Regions from separate parts of the Mus musculus genome. Here regions 1, 2, 3, 4, 5 and 7 are each linked to region 6. Evidence: chromatin contacts called from public Hi-C, HiChIP or PLAC-seq and promoter capture Hi-C data. All regions are on one chromosome and are shown on one strand. Each heading gives the region's core, a stretch centred on a gene start, on an enhancer-like site or on the middle of the called end of the contact. The rest is flanking DNA. Distances are from core to core; before and after follow the strand shown. Region 1 has its middle 30 kb from the start of Gm46937. Region 2 holds the start of Zfp518b (zinc finger protein 518B). Region 3 overlaps Clnk (cytokine-dependent hematopoietic cell linker). Region 4 overlaps Clnk (cytokine-dependent hematopoietic cell linker). Region 5 has its middle 4.7 kb from the start of Gm46937. Region 6 holds the start of Hs3st1 (heparan sulfate (glucosamine) 3-O-sulfotransferase 1). Region 7 has its middle 30 kb from the start of Zfp518b.

What was found. A called contact is a pair of places that touch in the nucleus more often than the background predicts. HiChIP or PLAC-seq counts read pairs in DNA pulled down with a chosen protein or histone mark. Capture Hi-C pulls out chosen DNA fragments and counts their contacts.
Region 1: an H3K27ac HiChIP or PLAC-seq map of extraembryonic endoderm stem cells shows a contact between it and region 6, with 9 times the contacts expected there. The contact joins the enhancer-like site here to the promoter of Hs3st1 in region 6. A contact is called at or near these places in 15 of 484 Hi-C or Micro-C datasets (Sertoli cells, cerebral cortex, cortical neurons and 8 more), 11 of 115 datasets of contacts at active chromatin or transcription factors (the 230-238 cell line, bone marrow-derived macrophages, craniofacial prominence and 7 more) and 2 of 9 other capture datasets (adipose tissue and liver).
Region 2: a promoter capture Hi-C map of pancreatic islet shows a contact between it and region 6, with 9 times the contacts expected there. The contact joins the promoter of Zfp518b here to the promoter of Hs3st1 in region 6. A contact is called at or near these places in 9 of 39 promoter capture datasets (the 3T3-L1 cell line, cranial neural crest, frontonasal cranial neural crest and 5 more), 6 of 484 Hi-C or Micro-C datasets (adipose-derived mesenchymal stem cells, cerebral cortex, cortical neurons and 3 more), 12 of 115 datasets of contacts at active chromatin or transcription factors (astrocytes, bone marrow-derived macrophages, differentiating embryonic stem cells and 8 more) and 2 of 9 other capture datasets (adipose tissue and pancreatic islet).
Region 3: a contact with region 6 is called in an H3K4me3 HiChIP or PLAC-seq map of embryonic stem cells, with 6 times the contacts expected there. The contact joins the enhancer-like site here to the promoter of Hs3st1 in region 6. A contact is called at or near these places in 3 of 39 promoter capture datasets (the SN4741 cell line, liver and pre-B cells), 1 of 484 Hi-C or Micro-C datasets (bone marrow-derived macrophages) and 14 of 115 datasets of contacts at active chromatin or transcription factors (the 230-238 cell line, craniofacial prominence, embryonic basal ganglia and 9 more).
Region 4: a contact with region 6 is called in an H3K27ac HiChIP or PLAC-seq map of extraembryonic endoderm stem cells. The contact joins the enhancer-like site here to the promoter of Hs3st1 in region 6. A contact is called at or near these places in 3 of 484 Hi-C or Micro-C datasets (extraembryonic endoderm stem cells, group 2 innate lymphoid cells and immediate neuronal precursor), 11 of 115 datasets of contacts at active chromatin or transcription factors (bone marrow-derived macrophages, differentiating embryonic stem cells, embryonic fibroblasts and 8 more) and 2 of 9 other capture datasets (liver and pancreatic islet).
Region 5: a contact with region 6 is called in a Hi-C map of cerebellum, with 2.4 times the contacts expected there. The contact joins the enhancer-like site here to the promoter of Hs3st1 in region 6. A contact is called at or near these places in 1 of 15 datasets of contacts at CTCF or cohesin (pro-B cells), 9 of 484 Hi-C or Micro-C datasets (Sertoli cells, brain, cerebellar granule neurons and 5 more) and 9 of 115 datasets of contacts at active chromatin or transcription factors (the 230-238 cell line, astrocytes, embryonic forebrain and 5 more).
Region 7: a contact with region 6 is called in an H3K27ac HiChIP or PLAC-seq map of embryonic stem cells, with 4 times the contacts expected there. The contact joins the enhancer-like site here to the promoter of Hs3st1 in region 6. A contact is called at or near these places in 5 of 115 datasets of contacts at active chromatin or transcription factors (differentiating embryonic stem cells, embryonic stem cells, neural tube and 1 more) and 1 of 9 other capture datasets (embryonic stem cells).

Annotation. Positions count from the first base shown.
Region 1 is chr5:39,049,765-39,053,638 of GRCm38.p6, reverse strand. No RefSeq gene overlaps it. Among named protein-coding and RNA genes, the nearest start is that of Gm46937, 30 kb to the left of the region's middle. Within about 2 kb of position 1,883, at least 7 of the 459 cell types and tissues checked have an H3K27ac peak or open chromatin away from gene starts, as enhancers often do. A contact at or near this core is called in extraembryonic endoderm stem cells and granulosa cells, where this site is marked.
Region 2 is chr5:38,683,381-38,687,014 of GRCm38.p6, reverse strand. It overlaps Zfp518b (zinc finger protein 518B), which reads left to right and starts at 2,189. Exons shown (of 3, transcript NM_001177902.1): 1 at 2,189-2,336.
Region 3 is chr5:38,750,206-38,754,220 of GRCm38.p6, reverse strand. It overlaps Clnk (cytokine-dependent hematopoietic cell linker), which reads left to right. Exons shown (of 19, transcript NM_013748.3): 9 at 1,429-1,454; 10 at 2,375-2,394; 11 at 3,802-3,915. Among named protein-coding and RNA genes, the nearest start is that of Gm22779, 52 kb to the right of the region's middle. Within about 2 kb of position 1,285, at least 5 of the 459 cell types and tissues checked have an H3K27ac peak or open chromatin away from gene starts, as enhancers often do. A contact at or near this core is called in embryonic stem cells, where this site is marked.
Region 4 is chr5:38,847,865-38,851,641 of GRCm38.p6, reverse strand. The region is part of intron 2 of Clnk (cytokine-dependent hematopoietic cell linker); the gene reads left to right. Among named protein-coding and RNA genes, the nearest start is that of Clnk, 27 kb to the left of the region's middle. Within about 2 kb of position 1,316, at least 9 of the 459 cell types and tissues checked have an H3K27ac peak or open chromatin away from gene starts, as enhancers often do. A contact at or near this core is called in extraembryonic endoderm stem cells, where this site is marked.
Region 5 is chr5:39,075,438-39,079,116 of GRCm38.p6, reverse strand. No RefSeq gene overlaps it. Among named protein-coding and RNA genes, the nearest start is that of Gm46937, 4.7 kb to the left of the region's middle. Within about 2 kb of position 2,351, at least 26 of the 459 cell types and tissues checked have an H3K27ac peak or open chromatin away from gene starts, as enhancers often do. A contact at or near this core is called in cerebellar granule neurons, cerebellum, cerebral cortex and 1 more, where this site is marked.
Region 6 is chr5:39,642,141-39,645,997 of GRCm38.p6, reverse strand. It overlaps Hs3st1 (heparan sulfate (glucosamine) 3-O-sulfotransferase 1), which reads left to right and starts at 1,367. Exons shown (of 2, transcript NM_010474.2): 1 at 1,367-1,581.
Region 7 is chr5:38,653,127-38,657,020 of GRCm38.p6, reverse strand. No RefSeq gene overlaps it. Among named protein-coding and RNA genes, the nearest start is that of Zfp518b, 30 kb to the left of the region's middle. Within about 2 kb of position 1,285, at least 14 of the 459 cell types and tissues checked have an H3K27ac peak or open chromatin away from gene starts, as enhancers often do. A contact at or near this core is called in differentiating embryonic stem cells and embryonic stem cells, where this site is marked.

The DNA.
Region 1 (3,874 bases), core at 634-3,133, 590 kb after region 6:
TTTCAACACCCCTGATACTGAACGCATGCCCATTTGAGGGTCGTCAGCTCTGCAGGGATGCATAGTAATTTGGTGCTTGTTGTAGAAGAGATAAAAAGGCAGCCAAACAAACGCACTTCACTCAACCTTGACCTCTGGACAGTTAGATTTAAGCCTTAGAATAAGAGGTTGTTTTAAAAATTCAAAAGTACTTCAAAATCCATGACAGGCTTCCCTGCTTATGAAACAAGGTCCCAAACATTGATAAAGACCAGGGCAAGAAGTTTATACAGAAGTTAGTTTACGTTGAAGCTACTCCATCAGGAAAAAAAGACATTCTAGAAAGGCTTGGAGAGAAAAAAATGCAGTAAAAATAACACATACAAACATGAAGTTGGCATATATCTGTGAGTGAGTCTGTCAGTTATTTCAGTAAATATTTATTTCCTTTTGACACATTCACTGTGTTCTTTTGGGGTTTTGTGAAGGGGGGCTTGGTAATGAGCTGTTTATTATGATCTGTGGCAAACCAGAGCAGTGCAAAAACGCAGCCACCTACTTAAGGCAGAATAAATAAGTTCCCATTGTCACAGCCTCCACCCACCTGAGCTTCAGTCCCAGGCAAGGCTTGCCAGCGACACTTGAAAACCACCAATTTACTGCATGTGCCGTATGGTGCTCACATGGAAGACAGATCTACTGACTCGTTAAAGCACACTAATTATTCTAAATTTTCAAAGTGAGAACATATGGGAGCTGTTTTCTTCAGTGATGTTTCTACTTCAAAAACAAAAGTGCATACAACTGAAGAAGTGCTTTCCTGGATCTATATCCCTTAGAAATGGTATTCAAACTTCACCAACTTCACGACATTCATTAAAAAGCATAATCCGTCTCTGGTCAAAGGCTGTCTGATGCCAATACCTCACCTTATATCTGTTTATTTCCACTGCCCCTTCTCCCACTGAGCTGGGCCTATAGGAGCAGGGTGATATATTCTGAATTAAAAGTGATAAGTTCTGACTCTCCTACTTATTTGTCAACAAATTGTAAGCAGCCGGTGCACGATGATTTTTAAATTTCCTTGTATTCCTTCCCCTGATGGAGCAGATTCCTTGGTGCAATAAGAATGCTGCTTCCAAGGACACATTGTTCACTATGTTCAGCTGTAATGACCTCGGCCTGAGGAGAGAGGAGCCAGAGGGATCAGAGACCAGCTCAGTCAGGAAGACTCTTGTATCTTTATTCCTGTAATGGAAATGAACTTTTGACCTCTTGATAGATACACCTCGGGATCTGGGATCCACAAGCAACTCAGAGGAATATATTGTTATTCCTGAAAGCGCCCAGCATCGGAAGAAACTAAACACCAGGCTGCTGGAAAGCTAAGCCAGGTCACAAAGACCTGTAGAGACCTGAGATCATTCAATGATGGTAATATTTATCTAGATTTTTAGCCATTACATTATTGATGAGATTCTCGTTCTTTTGACTTTCTGTGAACATGACCTTTGTTCTTGCTAGCTTGCATTTGCCTGGGAGCAAAAATGAGACCTTATCCCAGACAGAATGCATAGAGCAGGAGAAAGCTGATATATATGTTTTGCTTTGACTTGCAAAAATAGAATGGACCTTCAGGCAAAGGTCTTGAAAACCAGATTGTGGTCTCAAGAGTGAGTTCTCCCAATCTTTGTTTTGCTCCTTTGACCTATGACAGACCAAGACTGTGGGATCTACTCTAATGATGGCCTCCTAGAATCTAAAGAGAGAGAAAAAAATCCTCCTTCTTACAGTTCCCGGGGGACAGGAAGTCAGCTATTCTGGGAAGGGATGTGTTCTACTTTCCTTTCTATTGGTGTGATCCAAAACAACTTAGGGCTTATGGGCTACAGTCTGTCATTAAGGGTAGTCAGAGCAAGAACCTGAATCAGAAACCATAGAGAAGAGCTGACTCACTCCAAGACCCATGCTTAGAGTGAGCAATCTTTTCTTTTTCTTTTTCTTTTCTTTTTTTTTTTTTTTGGCTTTTTTCAAGACAGGGTTTCTCTGTATAGTCCTGGCTGTCCTGGAACTCACTTTGTAGATCAGGCTGCCATCAAACTCTAAAATCCGCCTGTCTCTGCCTCCCAAATTCTGGGATTAAAGTTGTGCACCACCACCTCCTGACAAAGAGTGAGCATTCTTATAGAGTGCAGGACCACCTGCCCAAGTAATGCTACTGTCTATAGCTAGCTGAGCCCTTCCATTCCAACTAGCAATCAACCCCACCCCCAGTCACGCCCATAAGCCAATCAGATCTGCAAAATCCCTCAAGTGAGATCCTCTTCTCTAAATAGAAGAGGAAGAGGAGGAGGAGAAAGAGTAAATGATGACAGCATGTGACCCAGTTTGGGGGCACTTTGTTGAGAATTCCTTAAGAAACTGATAAAAGTGTTATGAAAACATGAGAAGGATAAGACAGAAAGAAAGCAAATCTGTCCTTTCTGGGCATCTTCTGGGAAAAGGAAGATTTCAGTTAAGAACAGGACATCCACCACAGCCTGGGATGGAGTCTGCAGTCACACCTCCAGAGGACATGAGAGGCAAGCAAGTCACACAAATCACAAACAAAATACCTTCCTAGGAAACACATGCTGGCACATTCTATCTGATCAAGGTTACCAAGATGTAGAACATTCCTCAGCCCCCCGCCCCACCCCCCCACCCACCCCCACCTTGGCTCTACTGTGCCATTCAAGGACAAGGACATGCTTAGTCAATTGTGTTCAGATCCAAGTTCCACATTTATATCAGAGCTCCCATTGCCATTCTTGTTTATCTCTTCTTTATCTTATAAACTTGTTTCAAAAGAGACGGCAATCAACTCATTTTCCAGTAAAGTAACCACTGTACAAATCAGTTAGGCAATAATTACTTTCTGTAGCATCACAATTGTTGGTGGCTCAGCTATTCGCTGAATCACTCAGGCTTGATGCCACAAAGTCTGACATTCCAGGACCAGCTTCCTCCCTGCTCCACTCATTGGAGGCGCAAGTAAAAGTAGCACTTACTAAGCAACCTTTCTAGGATTCTGAGATTTACATCTGTTAGTTGCTTTCAGTTTGTTTCCTTGCTCTACTATCAAGGATAGATGTGAACTAAATATTTACCCAGCCAAGCATCTAATCCAAGTAACTTTACATGATATGAAATAAAGTGCAAGGATTCCTAAGAGACTATAAAAGAATATCCAACCTAGTCTAACCTAGACTTAACTAGATAGTGACTTGAGAGCTACAATGTAGGTCATGTGACTTTGCAGAAATGAGAATACATGATAACAGGATGTTATATCTGATAACAATTCATGATAACGTTATCATATTATCATGATGTCATTGGCCCTAGGCTTGCTGCATTGGTACATTATCTGGGAGTAGTCCAAGCTGAAGGCTGTGTCTCACAGCCTTATCAGTAAGATGCTTGGATCATGTGGGAGAAAAAATTCACCAGAAGGATGTAACTCAGTCATAAGAACAATTCTAAGTTTAGTCACCAGAGGAAAGCATGGCCACTTTTCATTTTCTTTCTTTCCATCCTAGTGCTAAAACATACAACAGAATTTGTGAGTCCATGTCAATATTGCAGACAAAAGCCCTATGCCTTGGGGAAGATGCAGCCACAGCATAGTGATATCAAATGTCAAACATCTGCAAAATTAGTCACATGATAACCAGTCTTCCACTAGACCAAGGCAATAACTTATTCTTTATATCAGTCAGAAGGCAAATATTTGCATGTATATTTTATTTTAATAACCAGCCATGAAAAACATTGTTACAATAAAAACACTATCATATTTTAATCCAATATGTTTCCTTCTCATACTTTAACTTCAAAGTTTCTAGGGAAGTTC
Region 2 (3,634 bases), core at 940-3,439, 960 kb after region 6:
TAACTGCAATTTTGCTACTTCTGCTATAAATCGTGATGTAAATATCTGATATGGGACCCCCAAAGGAGCCGTTACCCACAGGTTGAGAACCACTGGCCTAGATGCTCTTGTTGAACACAGACAGCTGCCTGTTGGGGGAGGTCCTACTGTTGCCTGAATCTTGCATGAGAAGCCAGGGTTCCAGTAGGCTAGGAAGCAGGCCCATAGTAGCTCTATCTCCACAGAAGCTTCCAGACGATCCAAAAGCATCCTTCTGTCAATTCTGTGACTGAAGAAGGTGGGACTGTGATGTGTGGGTGGGGATGGAAAGGAGACACAACACTTGGAGCTAAAAGCTCTCTAGCACTGAGACTTCTGGTTCTCCTATGTATAACCGACTTTCCTGAGTGAGTTCTTTGTGTCACTAGAAGTTCTCAGGCATGATCAGGACATATTCCCAATGTTCTACTTATCATTAGCCTACTCTTGAGGGAGTCTCTGAACTTTGAACCTATTTGTTTTTGTTTCTGGAGAGCGGGTCCTTTAGTTTATTTAGCAGGAGAAAGAGAAAAGAGGAATAGGTGGTGTCATGTTTTGAATATGCTTGGCCCAGGGAGTGGCACAATTTGGACATGTGGCCTTGTTGGAGTAGGTGTGTCACTACGGGTGTGGGCTTTAGACTCCCACTCTGGATGTCCGTATTCTGCTAGCTGCCTTCAGATGAAGATGTAGAACTCTCAGCTCCTCCTGCACCATGCCTGCCTGGATGCTGCCATGTTCCCATCTTGATGATAAAGGACCGAGCCTCTGAACCTGTACACCAGCCCCAATTAAATGTTGTTCTTATAAGAGTTGCCCTGTGCTGAGCGGTGGTGGCGCACGCCTTTAATCCTAGTTCTTGGGAGGCAGAGGCAGGTGGATTTCTGAGTTCGAGGCCAGCCTGGTCTACAAAGGACAGCCAGGGCTATACAGAGAAACCCTGTCTCAGGGGAAAAAAAAAAAGAGTTGCCTTGTGTCTGTTCACAGCAATAAGACCCTAAAACAGGAAGATAGCTTAGGGTGTGGTCAAAGGCATTGTCTCATAGAGCAAGGCAAAGAATCTCTGCCCAGACTTTCTATGTCTGGTACCTGCTCTTTCAGGGGCTGGGAGCTTGCCCAGCAGCTGGCATTGTGACTACCTCTTCTTCCCAAACTCCACTCCTCCAGGTTGGATTTTGCCAAAGCCCGCCATCTCTTTCCAGCATCCAACTGACATCTAGGCGCTGATCTTTGCCACCCACCCAGAGGAAGGAACTGGAGTCCAGTCTTGGCTTCTTTTGCAGAGCTTTGAAGGAATCGTCTGCCTATTGCCCATGAAGGATCTGCACTTCACAGTGACGCTGCTCCCATGCAACCTTGCTGAGGGACAGTTTTGGTTTTTTGGGAAGCAGCATCAAAGTCACTTGTTGTGAGCCCACTAGCCATATGATTCCCTTCTTCACTTATTGTGAGCCCACTAGCCTTATGATTCCCTTCTTCACTTATTGTGAGCCCACTAGCCTTATGATTCCCTTCTTCCCTCAGAGTGGGACTATTTAAGACTGTCTTTTATCCAGTAGACTGTAGGTATGAACCTAATGTGAAAAGGGACCATTTACCTGCAGACATTGAAACTTAGGAGATAGACACAAACTCCCACACACTAAATGAGCTCATAGCATCTTCTGACTGTCTCTCCATCAATCCTTTCCCTGCTGACTGTCACAACGTGCACGAGATGAGGCCTTAGCCTTCAAATATGATCTTCCTTAGCTTTAGAAATGACTTCGTCGAAGCTTCTATGCCTAAGCCAGCTGCTAGCTGTATCCAAATCTAGGGCTGCAGGCCCATCTCCTTCACTAGGGCGCCCCTTGAAGCTGTGATGGCTGAAGACTTGAGCCCATTTGTTGTCGCTTCACTTACTTAACTGTAGAACTTCAAGCTCCTTGAGGGCAGGCACCAAATCCACCCTCCGCAGGACCCAAGGAGGGCCAGGCGCCCATGGATAGTCCATTGAACCCAAAGAGAAACGCACTCAGTTCTTTGCAGAGGAAGCTGCAGAGTGTGCAGGACGGAGGGATGCAAACACTGCACCCAGTGGGTGCGATCGCCCCCAAGCTCAGAGCCCACAGCCCAGGGGCAGTGAAGGGGCAACCTCAGGCGCCCGCCTCTCCGCTGCAGTCGCGCCGCATTGCGCACGCGCGCCGCCGGCCCGACTCCGCCCCCCCGGGTAGGGACCTACAGCGGGCGCGGCGGCGGCGGTCTGCGGGCGGTAGCCGGCGGTCTAGACGCCTGTCCGTCCGCTGGGATCTGGGACCGTGCGGTGCCGCGGCGTCCGGGTGAGTGGTGGTGCGGGGCGGTAGGGACCTGGGCGGGCGCGGCCGGGCGTGGCTCCACGGTTCCGCGTGCGCGCCTCCGGGCTAGGCGGATCGGGTCGGAGACCCACGGCCCACCCTGCGGCCTTTGTGCAGCGCCGGCTCAGCCCCGCGACTTGTCGCGCCGGGCGGTTGAGCCGGCTTTTTAAAAGATGCCTCGGCCCCGAGCAGGAAGTGTCGTCAGGAGGCCATTTTTAAAGCCTCTCGGCCTCTGAGACTGGCTTGACGCGGCTTTGGCTTTCAGCGTTTGGAAGACACCCCATCTGTGACCGGCCGGCCCTGAGGGGACGCGACGGTGCGACTCTCGCACTCGCACCTCGCTCAGCGCCACAAGGCGCCCTGGCCTCGCCGGGCAGAGCGTGCATCCCTGCGAGCGCGCCAACAATAAACTTGAGGACCACGCTGGCATTGTCTTTGGAGCGGGTGTCGGGGTGGGCCTGTCCACAGAAGACCTGATTCTGGGTGGGATGAGTCTTGATGTCACCTTTTGCACGACAGCTCCATCGCAGCCTTTCAGTTTGATCCTGTTGCCTGGAGTTAAGAGATTGGGTGCAGATTAAGGCTAAGGAAAGGGTGCAGAAAAGGAGAAAGAACCAATGCAAAGTTTATGACCCGAAAAGGGAAAACCAAAAGATCGGAAATACCAAACTCCTCTTGTTTGTTGGGTATTTGATCTACCCCCATTAAATTACTTCTGCTATTAAAAAATATAGAATACCAACAATATTTATCAATTTTTAAAAGTGAACCATCAAGCACGTTGTCCTATTGAAAAATAGCCTACCAACCCAAACTCAATGTTGTGTTTGAGCTCTTAAAACATTACACCTTAAGTTTAGAGTTGAAATCACCTTCGAAGACAATTCCCCGAGCACCCTGAGCTTGCAACACTTGCTACAGAAGAGTAGCCAGCTAGCTTGGGAAGGTGTCTCAGTCCCGCTAAGTCACACATACAAAGTTAAGCCCAGTCCAGGACTATACCGGAGAGTATGCCCTTCCCAAGGATTCTGGAAGCCCAGAAATATTAATATGCTTGGAGTGCCATATTCAGCCTTTTAAATTGCAGGCATTATCCTTATCGAAGGCGTGCATTTATTTAAAATATGTTTTTCTCTTGAATCTGTTATGTTAGCCCTGGCAGGGGCATCTGATGTATCCGGCCCTGTTATGCTGGTGGCTGTTGAAGACTAAAGGGGGGCTTTGCCTTCTCTCCTGGCTTCCTCTGGATGGCAGTCATTAATTTTCAGCCCACTTAAAGAAAG
Region 3 (4,015 bases), core at 36-2,535, 890 kb after region 6:
ACAATGCCTGAGAAAGCCCAGAATTCTAATAGAGACACAGAATAGACACACGTGGCATCAGGAAGGTCTACCATGCTTACTATGAAAGCTTCCTAGAATGAGGAAGGATGCTTTAAGTATGAGCTCCCCATCTAAAGTGACATCACAAGGTGCAGGGCAGTGCCTGCTGTTGGCAAGAACTCATGCTGGCATAGTCATCTGGGCATAGTGTTTCAGTATACAGTATAGTATTTCCTCTAAAACGTAAAATCAGATCCTGCAACCCAAGAATACAACCTGTCGTATCCATCCAAGGCATTGTTAGGATCTTGAAGAGCCATGTCCACTCCATCTCCCTACAGCATTATCCATAAAGCAAACCATGGAAGCAATCTGTCTGTCCTGCCTGGGTAAAAAGACAGTATACATCTATACAATGGAGTTTTACTCAGTCCCACAAGGGAGGGAAGCCTACCATTTGTGACTACATATATGGGTCTGGAGACAATACACTGGGTGAGACAAAGACACAGACAGATGCAATGCTGCACGCAGTCACATAGATAAACGTGAAACTGCATAGCTCATAGTAGCAGGAAGTGCAAGGTGGTTTCCAAGAGTAAGGATGAGGGATAGTGAGAGGGTGATGTTCGTGGGTCCTTAAGAGTCACACCACTCACAGTGATCTGCTTCTGTTTCTCTAGCTTGTGGAATGTTTAATTTCCCCGCATCTTAAATGCTTCATTCTGATAGGGTGGGTGGGAATGCAATAGATCCCTACACTAAAGGGTTCAGCATCATGCCTGGCAACTGATCAGATCCCAATAAGTATCATTAAGAGTGCCGTCAATCTTACTGAATATAGGAGTGGTTTCTATAGAAGCATATGTAAGCATTGAAAGGAAAAGAATTGGCTCACAACCCCCAAGACCAAGTTCTCAGCACTTAGGACATTTATTTGGCCCAAAGGGACAGAGGCCAGGGAATAAGAGACAAAGACAGAAAAAAAGAGGATAAGAAAGAAGCAGAAGGAAACAAGCAAGAGGGAGGAGGGGTATTTGTCACTGGGAGACAGAGGACAGAGAGGAGGCAAATGTGGCACATAGAAAAATAACAGTTTATAAAGGTAAAATGGCAAACACTGTTATGATGTGTTTAATTTTAATTGGGCATGTTAACTGGGTGAGCCAGAGGGGGCTCTGATAGCTAGACCTTGGTAGTCCGCCTCAGGAGGAGGAAGTGAACAGGGAAGGGAAAGCACCCTGGTGGCTAGCTTTAGGAATGTAATCTAATGGGTTTTAGCAAGACAAAGGGAAAGGAGAGAAGGGCAAGACCTGCCAGAGACCAGCTCTCCACCGCGCTTGAGCTGTCCAGAGTCCTTTCCAGAGTATTTGATGACATTTTCCAGTTTTCCACCGGGCTCATGGTCTTCTCTGTCTTATGTTTTAGGATTCAAATACACAAAAATAAACAAGGTAAGTGAAAAATATTAAAATGTACTTGTTACTCTTCAAAGGCGCAGACATACAGACACAGCAAGATGCAGCTTAAATGTCACTGGGAAACCGTGTTCTGGGATTTCAATCATTTTTTCCTTTTCATTGGTAAATCAAAACATTCTGGGGTTGGGGATTTAGCTCAGTGGTAGAGTGCTTGCCTGGCAAGCATAAGTCCTCGCTCCTTCGTCCTCCGTCCTCTGGTCCTAAACAAAAGAATAAGAGGAGGAGGGGAGGAGGAGAAGAAGAAGAAGGAAGAGGAGGAGGAAGAGGAGGAGGAGGGAGAAGAGAAAAGAGAGAAGGGAGAAGGGAGGGGGGAGAGGGGGAAGAAGGAAGTGGGAAGTGGGAAGAAGGAAGGGGGAAGAAGGAAAGGGGAAGAAGGAAGTGGGAAGAAGGAAGGGGGAAGAAAGAAAAGGAGAAAGAAGGGGGAAGAAAGATAAGAAGGGGGAAGAAGAAGGGGGAAGAAAGAAGGGAGAATTTGGGGGAAGAAAGAAGGGAGAAGAAGAAGAAGAAGAAGAAGAAGAAGAAGAAGAAGAAGAAGAAGAAGAAGAAGAAGAGGAGGAGGAGGAGGAGGAGGAGGAGGAGGAGGAGGAGGAGGAGGAGGAGGAGGAGGAGGAGAGGGGAGGGGAAGGGAGGGGAGGGGAGGGGGAGGGGAGGGGAGGGAAGGGGAGGGGAGGGGAGAAGAGAGGAGGAGGAGGGAGGGCAGAGGAGGGGAGGGGAGGGGAGGGGAGAACAGAGGAGGGGAGGGGAGGGGAGGGGAGGGGAGGGGAGGGGAGGGGAGGGGAGGGGAGGGGAGGGGAGGGGAGGGGAGGGGAGGGGAGGGGGAGGAGGAAAATTTTAATCAGTGGTCCTGCCCAAAAAATAGTGAATTTAACTCCTGGTTCTGTTTCCTTTCACAGACTCCTTTGCCACCTCCTCGGTAAGACATTAAAAATCACATTTGTGGGACTGGAGCAATGGTTCAGAGATTAAGAGCACTAGCTACTCTTTCAGAGGAACCAGGTTTGATCCCCAGCACCCACATGGTAGCTCAGTCCCAGGGGCTCTGAGGCCTCCACAGACACAGCACACACGTGACACACTGACAACACACAACCAAAGCACTCATACATATGAAATCGATTTTTATGAATTTAATCATTTTGTTTTGCTGTTAATTTAAATGATTTGTACCAGCTCCTGAAACAGAGAAGCACAGGCATTTGGCCTTGGAAGCTCTGTGAACAAGATCCAGCAAGCCTCCATCCATTCACATCGTCAGACAGTCCTTCCGTGGTCAGCAAAACTCCCTCCATTCATCTTCCTTTCTTAGTACACACATTTGGCGCAAATAACTTCCATTTTTTACATTTGCTTATTTATGGTGGGTAGTGTGCACCTACCACAGTGTGCTTGGGAGGCCAGAGGATAACGTACGGGAGTTGATCCTCTATTTCTACTAGTTGGAGCCTCGGGATAAAACTCAGGTCTTCAGCCTTGACAGCAAGTACCTTTCCCTGCTGAGCCATTTCACCAGCCCAAGACCAAGCTGGCCAAACATGCATCAGGCATATAGTGTTATACAATGTTAGTAAATGCCTAACAGTAACCTAGAACCTTCTGATTACCATGAAGGTACCCATTTCTGTAGAAGTGTCTCTACACTGACTGCTCTTTCTTCCCAGACTCTTCCTCCCTAAATACCAACATGATATGCTCTTCTTTTTTTTCCAAAACCCAGACAGAGCATCTTGCAGGTACACCTAGCTGCCCAGCCTCATGAGATCAGGACAGACAAAGCATCACTTCAGTCCCCACTCTTCCCTTGCATGGGGGTGGAGAGAATCTTGAGCCAAGGACTGTCTTTTTTATTTCCTTTCAAAACATCAGCATCCACCAAACTGCATGAGGAACTTTGTGAATAAGTACATGGATGGCTGGAGAACATGGATGGATAAGGCTTATCTTGACTTGCAAACATCTGCATGATTCCTAGGGGAGTTTTTGAAATGCAGATCATCCAGTGTGGAATAAGCAGGAGAACAGAATCCTCTTTCCCCGGGCTTCCTAAGGTCTAAATGGATGGCATGTTGAAAAGCATATGGCACACTACAGGGTCGCACACACTACAAAGAAAACCAAGCATCAGAGCACACTACTCTGGAAGAGTGAGGATGCTAAGGTTTAAAGATGCCCAAAATGGTCTAGGCTGCAGAAAGCATCCTCCACACCTGAGCTTCAAACCCACAGCAAGGGAGGGGAGAGGGAAGGTCAGAGTGAACTCACTGTCTGAGAAAGGCATGGCTGCAGACCAACTCAATCCTTATCCATGTGACTCTTCCCACAGGCCTGCTATCACTCTCCCCAAGAAGTACCAACCCTTACCCCCAGCACCACCAGAGGAGAGCAGTGCATACTTCGCTCCAAAGCCCACCTTTCCAGAAGTCCAGAGGGGGCCCAGGTGAGACAGATTCGGCGGTAAGACTTTGTCTTACGAGATATATAGTGTTGCTTTATAATAATAAAAAGTTTACTTATCTAAGACTAAGTTTATGCTATTA
Region 4 (3,777 bases), core at 67-2,566, 790 kb after region 6:
GATTGCTTTTGTTACCTGAAATCAAACCTTTCAGAGATGAGTCTTCTCTCCTTCCTATAAACGGCATGATCATGTGATAGTTTAATCAACAGAATGTGATGAAAGAGACCTGGCACCAAGATTAGGGATTTCATTTAAATATCCATTTAGCTCTACTTTCTACTTAGGGAGTCAGCAACCACCCAGATTGTGTGCTATCATCACCATGCAACACAGAGAGCTCAAAAGAGACTGTGAGGCTAGGGCACTAGGCATCAGACATGACTGCCAACAAGCCATCTCTAGCATGCATTCTGGTCATTCTTGAGGCATCTTCTCAATAGAATAGCACCAAAGAACCCAAGAGGAATCCAACAAATTGATAACCAAAAGAGATGAGAGAGAGACAGAGACAGAGAGAGAATCACTTTGAGCTACTGCTTTAGTTTATTATATTTAACAGAACTCAATGCCTAGAACAGATCGTATGTTTATTTTATACATAACAATTACTACACTCGCAAGGCCTATGCTGTTGGATATTAAAGCTCAGTTTTGGGTTTATATAACTTCTTGGATGATGGCGGATCATTCATTCTAGGTGAGAATGGAAATAAATGAACGAATCCTAGTGTGCAAGCAAAGAAGTCCACTAGGTATGTACTGGGATTCGGGAGAACAGAGAGGATCACATGGTTACTCTGTGGACCGGCTGTTGCATGAGCTTTCATGGGGAGATATAAATAAATATCTATTTGTCCCAAATAATGTCACCAGGATGTGACTCTGCACTCATCTCAGCTCCCTGGTCCTTGAGATAGGCACTAAAAGAATTCAGATAAGATGGAGTGCAGTGAGGAATGGAGACATGGTTTACTTCAGAGTAAAGGGATGCACTCTCAAGGAACAGGAGTGAGCAATGGCTAAAGGGATTGTTGCAGAGCAGAGCTCACTCTCAAGGGCCAAGAATGGACAATGTAGTCAAAGAGACTACATTGTGGAGCAGAGAATACCCTCAAAGGGTGAGAGTAGACACTGACCAAACAGACCATTGCGCCACAGTTTAAGCAGGCTTTCATAGTAGTTCTGGAATCTCTAGAACTGGCAGGTTTTCCTGAGGGGCATTTTCCTGTGCAGGTGACTACAGTCCCATTTGGGTTCATTGTTCTTTACCAGAAAGCCTCCAACTAGACAATGATCTTAAGACTTCCAGGCAGTTCAGATAGGCATGTCCCCACCCAGGGCCAGAAATCTCCAGTCTTCTAATCAGTCCTGGTATTTCAGTTCCTTGTCTGATAAGCCTCAGATGGTAGGGGGAGGAAACTATCCCCAGTGACCTTTGAACCCACTAATATCTCTCACCCAACAATAAGGCAGCAAAGTTCAAAGAAATGACTACATCCAAGTCTATCTTGCTGAATCAAAGAGCTTACTGAGGTTGCGTATGGAGTTCAATAGCTGCATTAGCCAACAATCCCACCCAAGCATAAACAATGGCTCAAGGGCTGAATCTTGGGAGTTCCATTGCTTGTTCAACCTTCTATCGCATGAATGTGAAGATGGACGGAGCATTAGGTGGGATTCTGTTGGATTTCTGTCTACCTAGTTCCATAAAGTAGATATTACTGTGTGGTCTTGCTATTTCATTGTTGTGATGGAGGGTCAAGGTGCTGTGCTTCGTGATGGCTTGATGGTTGTGTTAAACCTGGAAGAAATGGCTTTACTGTCACAGGAACAAAAATTGAAGTGAGCGTCTGCTCTAGAAGGGTCATCCTTAAATGAGGTGCAATCTGACTTGAGCCTGTTAACAAACACAAAAGGAGACGAGAGACCGGATGGATGTTCATAAGTAATGAGAGCAGCTGGGGAAGTTCTATCAGGTTTGAATGGAAAGAAGAACACTAAACTGACTGATAATTTGACTTTTGTTCCTTAAAACTGATTCTGAGTAATTGGAGAGATAATTGCTTGACTATTTCTAGTGAATGGTGAAATTTAATTTCCTGTGTCTCTCTATTGATGGGTGCTTTTTTTCCAGGGGTGGGGCGGGCGGGGGTGGCAGTGAACTACAGAGCAAAATGAGGAGAATAGAGGCCTGAATTGGGCTGGTGGCTTTTTAAAGGCCCTACAGAAGGGCTGGCTTTTGATGGCCTGCACCAGGCCTGCACCACTTCCTCGGTGACCGGCTGCAATTACAGGCATTTGTGTCCCCATTGTCACTGTTATTGTTTGCTTGAACAAAAATCCTTTGAAGAATAAAACAATTTCCAGCTTTACATCCATGCGGTTTTGAAGGGTTTTACCCACCAAGATGCAAAAGCGAAGCAAATGAAGAAGAACTGTGAAATGATTTCCCACCATCTTTCACAAGGCCTCGTTTCCTTCCTTTATTTTTTCAAAAACTTTAAGTATTAATTAGTTGTAAGAGACTATGTATTGTTGATGCAAAAAAAAAAAAAAACCCTCAGCTTTTGCCTCAAGGGGAATAAAAGATAGTTTGTTCTAAAGCTAAATGTGGGTGACTGTGGGCTAGGAACATAGATCCTCGAATACAATGTTCCAACATGAAAGCAATGACATGGAATTTTTATGGTAATGGAACAAAGAACATTATAAATCAAGACAATTTTTAAATTCATGGGTGGGAACGTGAGGGAGCTGATATAGCGGGTACGAGGACATCAGCTGCATACCCACAATGTTATCTCATAGCCTCAAATTCTTTAGCCTGATCTTTCATAGTAAATAGGGCTTTGTGATGTCAATACATTCCAAAGGTTTTTATCTGTTTATCAGAATGTCAGGTCTGATACAGAGGTGGGCCAGGGATGGTCTCTTACAGCATAAAATTGCCCCCAAAGAAACTGTAATTAGCCTATGAGATCAGCAACTTTCCAAACTCTGCCTTGTCACTGAAGATTTTATCAACCAGTCAGCCTCGAAGGCAGGGGCTCCTCTTCGGGAGTCCTTGTTTGTCTTGTCAAATCTGCACACACTCTGGGAAAGACTGGAGCAACTGGAATCTGTGAGCTTGCCCTCGATATTAAAGCATCTCCCTTGTTTTAAATGTTTGTAGCCTCCCCTTCTATTTCCTTATTGCGGGGCTTGCTTTCCTTCGTGGAGTTTGGTAAGGGGGTAGGTGTATGACCACATGCGCACACCCTTCTCTCATTCTAGTTTTTCCTGTACTTGTTTCTTTTTTTTTTTCTTTTCTTTTTTCTTTTTTTTCTTTTTTCTTTTTTTTTTTTTTTTTTTTTTGTCACCAGCAGTGTGTATTTCTTAAACTTTTACTCATTTTTAGAGAGACTATGGGCTAAACAGAACAATGCAACATTTCTTTCAGGTTCCAAAATTGAAATTTCACAAAAACATTAGTTTTGCCGACTCACTAGTTACACCAAGTGCTGTTTCTCACTTATCTGTATTCTTCTCATAAGCTCAATGTAACAGTTCTGTTACCCGCACACACACAGGTGACAGAGAGCCGGGGCTTCTGGTACCTTAGCTTGGATTCAGACACTCAGGTAAAGCAGTGCCATCATAGCTTAACATTCTGTACTTTTGCATTTTCCATCTTCTATAAGAACTTACTGTGTGTGCACAGGAGTGTGGTGGATGCGCTTACGAGCAGACATGGGAGAGGGAAGTTGTTCTCCATCACTCTTCCTGCTCCTCCCAGGAAGGATCTACCAACCCTGCCTCTCTTCACTGGGAACTGGGATTACAGATGTGAGCAGGGATCCAGCTTGTTAGTTACAGACACACCTGGCTGAGCCTAAAAGTCAATCCTGGCCTCAC
Region 5 (3,679 bases), core at 1,102-3,601, 570 kb after region 6:
TAGGATCTATTCTGCATAGGAGTTATTTACCCTGCTTTAGCATCTGTTAAAATTGGAGAAAATATACAAGGTCGACACAAGAGAGCCATGACACAAGTCATGCCCGGACTGGCAACATCTTTTAAAAGACACCTCCAAAGTTTTTCACCATCATTCCTGTCTTTATCAGATGATTATACTCATTAGCCTTCCAAACAAATATCTAAGCCCTGACCTTAAGCTCCTGTCCTTCTATTTGTGGTCCATCCTGAACCCAACAGATATAGATTAAGATATGAATTAAGATCTGACAACATATTTATGGCAATTGGGCTGAACACAATGCGCCCTGACCACCCCAAGACTTAATCCCTGCATATCCTCACCATCCTCTGGCCTGCTTCGTGAGCACATAAAACCATTGTGCCTGCAGGTTCCTACCAATGTCTCTTACCATGGGGTATCTACTTCTCTCCCCAGAAGGCTTTCTAAGCATCAAGGCCTAATCTCAACATCATGTTCCCAGAGATGGCTGGTTTATCATAATAACAAAAATGGTGACTTTTCTCTCAAATTCTTCCCTCTCTAGGATCCTAAGAAATGTGTGTGTGTGTGTGTGTGTGTGTGTGTGTGTGTGTGTGTGTGAGTGCTTGCCACAACTTCCTAATTTCCAAACTGATCTGATGTACTTACATGTTTAATATTGATCTCATTTGTTATTGTATTACTGAGAGAACAGGAATGGCATGGATTCCCAGGCAGACAGGCAGATAGAGAAAGGTGCTAGTAATAAAGAGAGTGAACTTCCAAGATGGCTGACTTCTTCCTCCAAAATCAAGACAAAAGCCTGGCAGTTTAAAACAAAGGCTTTGTAGGCAACCAGCTCCCCCCAGCAGGTGGCCTGCTCATGGACTGGCTCAATAAGAGGGGCAGGATTGAGACATGTTACTAAACAGTTGTGTAAAAATCAACTATTCTAGATTTCACTAAACTGACCAACTCTAAATCAGGGGGGAAACAAAAAACTCTTCAGAGACATTACAAGCCTCAGCCCGTGAGAAGAGTCTGGATATTTAGACTTTCTGACTCTCCATTCTGCTTTGCAGGGTCTTTCTCTCTGTGTCTGCTACATTTTTGTGCTTCCTCATCCCCTCCCCCACAAAATACCTGTCTCCAAATGATGATTCTGTCTGCAGGTATCCTGCTTGAGATTTTTCTGCTGTTACCTGTTGAGCTTGAGATTTCCTGCCTTTCCATTCTTTATGATGTGTTTATAAAAAGATAGAGAGAGGTATAGAGATATGTTCTATGGGGTGTGGTGAAATATGGGGTAAGGGTCAGGGCCCATGCCAAGGCACCCCTTCTCCCTGAGGCACCAGCCATAGAGTTGATTCAGGATATGGGGAAGGGAGTTAAAAGTGCAGTAGAAGCAGAGAAAGGCAGAAAGAGAGAGTAGAGATGTAGAGGCCAGCCATGATCACGTGGAGAGAGGGGGGAAAAGGAATTAGGGAGAGAAGGGGAGCAAGAGGGCAAGAGGCTAGAGAGAGAGAGGTAAGAGAGGCAATAGAGAGAGGTAGAAGGAGCAAGAGAGAGAGAAGAGGAGGCAAGCAACTCCTTTTATAGTGGGCCAGGACTACCTGGCTGTTTCCAGGTAACTGTGGGGTGGAGTTTAGACAGAATGCTAACACTTTAACTGGCAGAGAAAATGAATAGGAATCAAGACCCCTGGACTGTATCATTTTTATGTGGAGTAGTGCCTGGCACACAACAATTAGTACATTCTGTGGAATTAAGAAAGGATACACCTTGGAGCAGGGATATCTGGGAGTTGAACACTATTTGCAAATTTCCTGCGAGGGAAGCATAGATTTCAGAGGAGGAACTGCCTGCCTGACCATGTGTCCCTAATACCTTCTTTTCCTGTTTTCAGGTTTTTCTGCACTGCCCCAAAGGTTATGAATGACCTTGGTACAGCGCCAAGAAGTTCAGAGGTCCAAGTTCACAACAGTCTACGGGGGCATCTTTGTTCTACAGATTCCTCTAGAACCTAGGCAGAGTCCTCAATGTCACTTTGTGGGCTTCGAGATGCCCACACTCAGTGTTTTTCCAGAACTCCTCTGTCTGCAGTCTTTTCAGGAGATCTAAAAGATCTCCCACTCTGCTTCCTAACCAATGAGGAACCGTCCAAGCCTCTTCTTTGGCAGAGAACTACTAGAGAAACGTTTGCTACAGAGGTCCCTGAACAGAAAGCCAGGGGCTGCCCTGGGGCAGCGGCGCCTAGCACAGATCAGCTCCCTATGAGACCTTCTTGAGTCAGAAATGGCTCACTGCACACCACCTAAAGCTCCACACCATCTGGCGCCAGCTGCCCCTTTTCTCCTTTTCTGTGCTGGAGGTTTTATTTCTGAAGCAGACTCCCCGGCACCCTACTGGGTGAGCACAGCCGCTCCTACTAATTAAAGTCTACTTTGTGATCAGTGAGGAGGGCTCAGCACTTTAACTGTTCTCTCAGTATCAGCTGGGGATGCTGGAGAGTGCCCAAGATTTTCATACACCTCAGATCCCGGGTCACCAGGTCACTGACCCATAAAACCAAGACGTTAAGCATACAGTGTAAAGGGCAGGTGGGGTAAGGTTTTACCTCACTGATAGAACGTTTGCCTGAAATGTACAGGACTTGGGGTGTGAGTCCAAGTATGAGAGGGGAGAGGAGAGAAGAGAGAATATGAAAGAGTGTTAGGTAAACCCATGGGGCAAGATTTTCTCATAGAGAGATCTTTTTTCATATACTATATTCTGACCCTAGTTTTCCCTCCCCGAACTCCTCTCAGATCTCAGATCCTCCCGAACCACCCTTCCCAGCCAACTCCATGCCTTTTCGTTGTCTCTCTTTAAAAAACAAACAGGTAGGCAAACCTGTCTTTAAATTAAAAAAAAAATTGACAACAACACAACAAAAGAGCACAAGAAACGCATGTACATAAAACTCATAAAAACAAAATCAGAAACCACAATATACAATCAAAAAAACCCAAAACACCTAAAACAAAGCCATAGGAGATTAAAAGTCTAGAACAATACTACTGACATCATTTTGTGTTGGCCATCTATTTCCAGGTGTGGGCCCTGCCCTTCAGTGTAGTTACTATACTCAGTGAGACTTCACTGGGACCCATATGGCTGGAACCTGTACTAGCTGTCTTTGTGAGTTAATATGTGCATCAGTCCTGCTGTGTCTGGATCCCTGGTGTTATCCATCCCATCTCTTTCAATCTTTCAGCCTCCTCTTTTGCATAGATCCCTGATCCCTAAAGGGAGGAGTTTGATGAAGACATCCCATTTAGGACTGAGTGAGGTGTATCTCAAGCTATTGTTTCCTACCCTGCCCTGTGAGCTACAGCTTCTCCATCTATAAAAGGAGAGAGCCAAGTGTTCTAGCCTCAGTTTGTTGCTTACAAACACCATGACCAAAACACTGTGAGGAGTGATGGGGTTGATTTGGCTTACATTTCCGTGCCATCCCATCATTGAGAGTATTTAGGAAAGGAACTTGATGGAGAAACCATGGAGGAATACTGGTTGTTTCCTCACTTCCATGCTTCTGTTCACCTAGTTCTTATATAGCCTAGGACTACTTAGGTGTCTGTCCCAGTGTTCCACTGCTGGAAAGAGACACCATAACCACAACAACTCTTATAAA
Region 6 (3,857 bases), core at 118-2,617:
TTTTTTTTTCCTTTTTAACCTGAAATGGGCATATCAACTTTACATTTATTCAAAGAATAAGTAGCCAGAATCATTAAATTTTCTAATAAGTTATCATTGAAAAGGAAAACTTGGCTAAGCTCTCCAAGATGTTGCCTGCTTTATAAGCCACAATAAACTGGGCATCCGTTTGCCTTCTAAGAGGACTGACGCTAATCTTTGCACCAGCTACGAGGTCAATTTCCCAAAGGAATTTTCCCCCTTAGATAGGAAAATGTTGATTCTAGAAATATAGATGGTAAATATTTATATTCTGAGTTTTAAGATATGGAAGATATTAAAGTAGCTAAAAGAAGTTCTTTTGATTTGAATTTGGTTACTTCTTTCTTATTCCTTTCACACACACACACACACACACACACACACACACACACACACACTCTCTCTCTCTTGCCTGCTCCTCTTTTCTTCTGGTAACCTGCTTTGGAAGGCGACTTGCTCTGGGCTGAAGCAATCCAGTGTCTCCAAGGAGATTCCAGCTCCTTCGCCCTCCAAATCTTAAACTGAGTCACACTATGCAGGTTGGCTCTCTCACAAAACCTCTCAGCTTTGGAACGCAGGAAAAACTTGATTAGTTTCAGAGGTGAAATTTGCCAACCTAGTTACTTTTGCTAAAGGAAAGCTGAATTCTTCGGGCTCGCCTTAAGTCGGTCCTTTTGAGGTGAAACCGAAGGAGAGAGGGTTTTGGAGAGAGGGTTTTTCCGTGGCGACAAAGCACACTCTGAAGCCACCTCTTCAAGTGGCTCCTGTCCCTGCTGCAGCGCAAGATGGAGCTACCGGCTCCAGAGACCTCCCGGTCTGTGCACCGAGCACAGGCGCCTAAAGCGAGTCACCTGCTGGTAAGGAACGCTGGGTGGGAACACACGTGGGTACTGCGAAGGTCTTGGGGACCACGCAGAATTTATGAAAAGGATAACGGTCATATGGGCCCAAGGTTCGGACCCAGAGGGGTCAGGGAGCCGACCAGGAGTCCAGGGTTTGCAAGGTGGATAAAGTCACCCAAGCCACACGCCCCACCCTCTAGACTGCGCTGGTCTCTCCCTTTAGACTAAAATCCGAGGAGCCGAGGTACTGGGTGAGCGGAGCCGGCTCCTTCGGGACCCAAAAGCGCAGAAATCGGGTGCTTAACTGGCTTGCTGGAAGTCGGCGCTCAGGGACTCGCTGGGAGGCGGGACTCGGGGCAGTACCAGAGCCAACAAGGCAGCAGTGGGCGCTCGAGATCCTCTTCTGCCCTCCGCGCTCTCCCCGAGCTCCGGCCTCCACTGTCCCCTCCTCCGGCTCCTGCTCCTCCTCCTGCTCCTCCCATCCGTAGAACCGGCACCAAAACGCCTGCCTGCAAGGTCCTCAGTGCGCTGCAGCCCGGAGCTGCGGTCACCGCCGGGTCTCTCTCGGTGAGTGCCTGTGTCCCTTCACCGCTCGCCCGTCCCGGGGTGAGTGTGAATTTGCTCCAAAGGGCGCAGGTACTTGGCGGCGGTGCTGCCCATGGCCCGGCCGGAGAGAGGATTGAGGGCGCCGGACCGGCTGGACGGGTACGCGACTCAGGTGAGCGCGGAGCGTGAGGGGTGAGGGCTGCCTAGGCACCTTCTTCTGGTATTCCGACTAACTCAAGTGCAAAGCCCAAGGTGAGATAAGGCTAAAGCAGGTAGAACACACTCCACTGGAGGCAAGACTCGGGGTTATCTGATTCTCCTGTCTCCTGCTCCGAAACCTCACCTCTAGAATTCGCGAGATGGACTATAAGGTACCAGACTTTCTGACTCTTAAAAGACTGGATTTATGTCCCTAGATGACTCGAGAGGGTCGTCGCTGCCCGTTGCTCGGCGCCACAGCTTCTCTCTAGGACCTTGGGCAACTGCAGCTAGAGTGGAGCGCTGGCTGAGCCCGGGTACCACCTAGGGCGGAGAATTGGGCCAGGGGACAGCTAACAGGAGTCCCTCTGGAATGGGGCATCTCGGGTGTGGAAGCCTTGGTCTAGTTTGCCTTTGCATTTGGTAGCAATAATGGGGAGACTGAGCATCTCCCGGGGTACTCGAAGAAGAAGGTGACAGGCAGGACCTTAGGTATTAAGACAGCCAGTTACATACGGCTGTTATTTTTTTTTTTTTTTTTCGTGTTACTTTTTTACTTTTTTCCCACCTCGGCTTCTATTTCGAGTACCACCGATAGAGGAGGCGGATGGGGGAGGGTAGTGGATAATGGATGTCCGTACACGAACCTGGGAAGCTTGTATTTAGAAAGTGCACAGCTCGCTCGGAGCCTGACCTCTTCAGGTGTGCCATACACACCCGCTTTTTTAGAGCAGTGGACTCCGCTGCTTTCCTCTGGACCCTGCCATTCCTGGAACTGGAAAGCCAGCTCTCCGAACCTGGGGCTCAAACCAGTAGTAGGATGGAGAAGCCAGTGCTGGAGCCAGATGCCTACCAGGGATTGGTGGGCTGTGCCAGACTTAGCAATTATTTGTGGGTGCCTCCGACTCTTTATGGCACAATCTAAGCTAAAGGAGGCACTTTATTTTCCTTGCACACACGGGGTTCTCCTCTGGATCAGGAGTAGCACCCTTCCTCGCCAACCCCCACAACACAACGCAGAAGCTGTGGTATTCTTGCTTTGCCTTGCGCGAGAGACTTACTCCTCCTCTTCCCTCCGCGTTATCCCGGGGCTATTTTTATACTTAACTATGCTAAGATGCTTTTGGGGGGATCCCAAGGAGCCAACTCTGCATCCACAGTCTTGAAGCTGCTTTCCCAGAGGAGGTCTCTTGTTAGCCAGGAGCTGGGGTGAGTAGAGGAGACCGTGAATAAGGGAGAGGAGAGAGTTCGCCCTTGCTTCAGTCTGAGCTCAGCATTCTCAGGAAAGTACCACCAGCACCCAGGCTGCCCCACCTCCCAGCCATTTCCCCAATCCGGGTGGGAGCAGATCTCCAGCGCAGTCCCCAGGTGCCCCAGCCCTGGGTATTTGACCAGCTGCTTTGGGGGTGGGGGTGGGGGACACAAGGTACTGTGGTCTCAGCTTTGCTCCCAAAGCTCACTGTATTTGTTGAAATTCAATTACCAGCTTCCACCCAGGAGTTTATTCCAGGAATTCTATATTTAACTTTATTTTTTTTCACAAAAGGAGATTGAGATAGCTCAACTCTGCACCCCCAACCCCCACATTTCTGAAGTACTAATTCCTTTTGACACCAGGAATTAGTCTTGCTTTCTACTTTCCCAGCAAAAGTGAGTACAGTTAGAATTATTCCGACCTTCTAAAGTTCCAAATGAATGCTTAAGGTACAATGCATTGGACTGCCCTTCCTTATTTTCAACATGGTTAGATTTTTACATTCACTGAATTGGGAAAATAACATTGATATGGACTGTTGTATTACGTAAGGTTACACACACACACACACACACACACACACACACACACACACACCTCCACGGCCATGTATGAGAAGGTGAACTTTTAAAAGAGCCCCTTTGGCATCAGTTACCCATCTAAGTCTTGTTCGACAGGGATGGACAACTTCCTGACTAAGCACTCTTAAGTCTCTGCAGTTAATTAGCCAGCAGCCAGAGATGTCTTAGTGAGCAGGACTGAGCTATGATTCTGGGCTTCACATCCTCTCCTAAGCTGCTGTGCACGCAATATACCATGTCTTAAGACGGAAAGTTTTGGACAGGTGATCTGGTGAGAAAGTGGTGCCTTGATCTTACAAAGGGGATTTTGGACATGTGGAGGGCCCTTGCTGCTAGTGTGGGGTGGGGGTGGTGGGGTGGTGGTGGGGCATAACCTTTATCTCTCCAGCAGATTATAGCCTTCCTACACCTTGA
Region 7 (3,894 bases), core at 36-2,535, 990 kb after region 6:
GAAAAGCGAAAAAAGGGAAAAGGGAAAAGGGAAAAAAGGGAAAAGGGAAAAAAGGGAAAAGGGAAAAGGGAAAAAAAGGGAAAAGGAAAAAGGGAAAAGGGAAAAGGGAAAAGGGAAAAGGGGAAAAAAAGGGAAAAGGGAAAAGGGAAAGGGGAAAAGGGAAAAGGGAAAGGGGAAAGGGGAAAAGGGAAAAGGGAAAAGGGAAAAGGGAAAAGGGAAAAGGGAAAAGGGAAAAGGGAAAAGGGAAAAGGGAAAAGGGAAAAGGGAAAAGGGAAAAGGGAAAAGGGAAAAGGGAAAAGGGAAAAGGGAAAAGGGAAAAGGGAAAAGGGAAAAAAGGGAAAAGGGAAAAGGGAAAAGGGAAGGAAAGGAAAGGAAAGGAAAGGAAAGGAAAGGAAAGGAAAGGAAAGGAAAGGAAAGGAAAGGAAAGGAAAGGAACTCCATATTAGCCTCAATTCAGTTGGTTTTGAATAGTAGTTTCTAACAAACTCCTACAAGCAGCCAGAGGGGACAGGTCCCTGGAGTCTCTAAATTGGTCTGTGATTGACTCCAACACCCACCAGGGAGTCTGGGCAGGTGTTCTGTGTTCAGCAGGTGGTACGAGGACTCCGCCCCGTCTCCAGCCCAGCCCCAACAGCCCGGCTCTGTTGTCTTTAATTTGTCTCCAAGAGACTTACTTGGTCAGAGCAATTCGTGTCTTTGGAGAACTGTGACCTACCCCCTCACTCTTTGTCTTAGGAATCCTGGAAATGACTCGTTCCTTTCCTTCCAGTCTCAGTCCTACACAAACTCTGGTCCTACACAAACTCTGGTCTTGTAAAGGCCTGCGTGTCACACTCAGGAGGAAAAGGCTCCTTCCTGGTCCTTGTTCATTGGAAACTTCACTGAGGAACTCGGAGCGTAATTACCATTTAGAATTCGGAAATGTCTCCAGTAAATGAAAATTTATCACTGCCAATTGATGGTATTTCTTAGAAACGACAGAAAATGAGATGTGCAAGAAGGCTAGGAATAAGAAACAGCTGATCAGGATAAACAAGTTAGGGCTGGCAAGGTGGCCGAGTGGGTTCAGTCCCTGGAACACACACACACATGATTTACCTTCCTGTGGCTGTGATAAAATAGCACGACCAGAAATAACTTAGGGAAGAGTTTGGCTTATGTTTCCAGAGGGCTGGATGCCCAAAACCTGCAGGGGAGGCATAACCGCAGGAGGAGGAAGCTGAGAGATCAGCTCTCAAGGCCCCACCCCCAGCGACGTGCTTCCTCCACCTCGGCCTCAAATCCCGGAAGTTCCATACCCTCCCAAACAGCACCACCAACTGGGGACTAAGCTGTCAAATATAGGAGCCACTAGAGGACATTTCTCATTCAAACCATGTTGGGAAAGCGGGCTATTTAAGGTCGTAGTAGTCTACCGTGTCTGGAGAGCGCCTCTGAGCTAGGAGCAAAATGGAGGACTGACTCCCTTTTCCAGGAGGGCTTCTTCGCTGCCTGACCTTATCAGAGACGTCTGATCCCCACACCCTCTAGGTGAGCAAGGTCACAAAGACCTTAGTGAACCTACAAGTTAAACTTCCTTTTCCCTAATAAGGACCCACCCAATTACCTGGGATTCCTAGGATACTTCTCCATGCAAATGAGGCATTCACAGTTCCTTATGTTCCAGCCAATGATTTCCATTCACCCAGAAAACTCCTTCCTTATATGTCTGGTTTAAATGTTTATTATATTTACTATTGTGAACACAAAGACATGGGCACACATGGCACAGCTAGTGTCTGTGTAAGTCGGAGGACAACTCTCAGGCCTCAGTCCCCTCCTACTACCATGTGATGGGAATTGAACTCTGGGTGTCAGACTTGGAGGAAAACATCTTTACCTGCTACACTCTAGTGTCTGCCCAAGTGTCTAGTTTGTTGTTGTTGATGATGTTGCTGTTGTTGTTGTTGTTGTTGTTTTCACCTAACACTATGGATAAGGGCAGAGGTAGTTTTATGGAAAACTTCACATATATATTGTGAAGTTTTAAAAATACAATATAAATTTGCAAATAGTAAATTAAGTACAAAGATGAAAAAAAATCTAGTTAGGAGAGACATTTTAACTTTTAAAATGAAAAGCTGCTGAGGAGGGGTAGGTGCACAGGTCATTCTGTAAAACCCTTGCTGTATAAGCTTGAGGGCCTGGGGTCCCCAGTCCTCCATAAAAGGCCATCATGTAGCTACCTAACCCTGTAATCCTAGTGCCTCCTAGGTGGCGCTAGGGGGAGCCCTAGGGCTTGCTGGCTGGCCAGTCCCAGGGTCAGTAAAAGACCCTGTCTCAAATAAATAAATAAATAAATAAATAGATAGATAGATAGATAAAGTGACAAGCAATTGAGAAAGACACCTGATATTAACCCCTGGCTCCAGCCTGCACCTGCACTCATGTGTACATGCACAGCTTCCAGAAACATGCACCTCACCGAATTCAAATGCAGTTCCTCCTTAGTGCCCTTCCTGTACAGTCATCTTTTCCTCATAATTATATGCAAAATTTTTTTGATGAGCTTTGCCCTATTTTCAGTAGAGAAAACAGAAAGGCAATTTGCAGATTTGAGCCACTTGCTCACTGTAACCAATGCATGACTGATGTGTCAGAGTTCTATGGAAGAAGTGTGAAATTGGACACCTGATTGTTTCAGTTCTAACTGAAGTGCCAGGGACAGAGAGTGACAGTAAGTGAATTGCTTACAATGTTCCACAAGAATTGAATTTTCAGACTAGTGTCTGGCTTTATACATTTCAAATTCTTTCTTTCTCCTTCCTTGACATACTTCTGGTAGCTAGGCTCTGTTCAGACCCATTTGCACTGTATAATGTAGTTTATGTAGTTTATGGTTCTGCAGTGTGATACCACAAGCCTTGTAAGTTACCTAAGAAGGTAAGAGGAGAGGCCCCAGAGACCACCTCTAAAATAACAATGTGAACAACAACTGTCCCTAGACACATGTGAGACAGTCACTTAAAATGTAGAGTAAAACACATCCACACTTGACTCTCACTGCACAAGACTCAGGGCTCCAGCTACCCATGGGACAGAGCTAGGGAAAGAACCTAAGAGGGAGAGGGAGAGACCTTACCTAATTGTTTGAAAATATCCCACTTCTGAGAAGTTTATTCAAGCATACAGCCACATGCACATATTGCTTGAAGCCTGAAGGCCTGAGAAGGAGCCCTTTAGTATTTTTACCTGTATGCTTGGTAGTCTTCCTGAAAACGTGTCACATGTCTCTGCATTCCAGGATTCACCTCTTCCACTGGCACTTTAATCCAAGCCTCCAAGGACACACATCTCAGATGTGTCATTTGGTTTCTGCTAGGATCCATTTGGTACTTACTCCACACCCTGACCTATGGTGATGAAAACATTTCCCAATAACACTATTGAGCATCTGATTCATTCGACTCACACCAGTTCAAGATAACACTATGGATGCTGTCAAGATTTAAACCAACCAGTTGCTTCTAAGTTTTCCCTAGCATGTATAAGGACCTAGGTTCAACACCCCCAGTACTAAAAACAAAAACAAAAACACTTACTGAATAAAAACTACTGTGGTAGTTTGAATGAGAATGGTCCCCACAGGCATATTTGAATGATTGGTCCCACACTGATGTAAATGGTTGGGAAGGATTAGGTGTGGCCTTGTTTGAGGTGTGTCACTGGGGTTGGGCTTTGAGATTTCAAAAGCCTATGCTATTCCAGTGTTTTCCCCCTCCCTCCCTCTCTCCCCTGCCTCCCTCCCTCCCTTTCTCCCCCGCCTCCCTCTCTTCCCATCTCCCCCTCACCTCATCCCCACCCCCATCTCTCTCTGCCTGTTACCTGTGGATGAGTTGTAAGCTCTCAGCTACC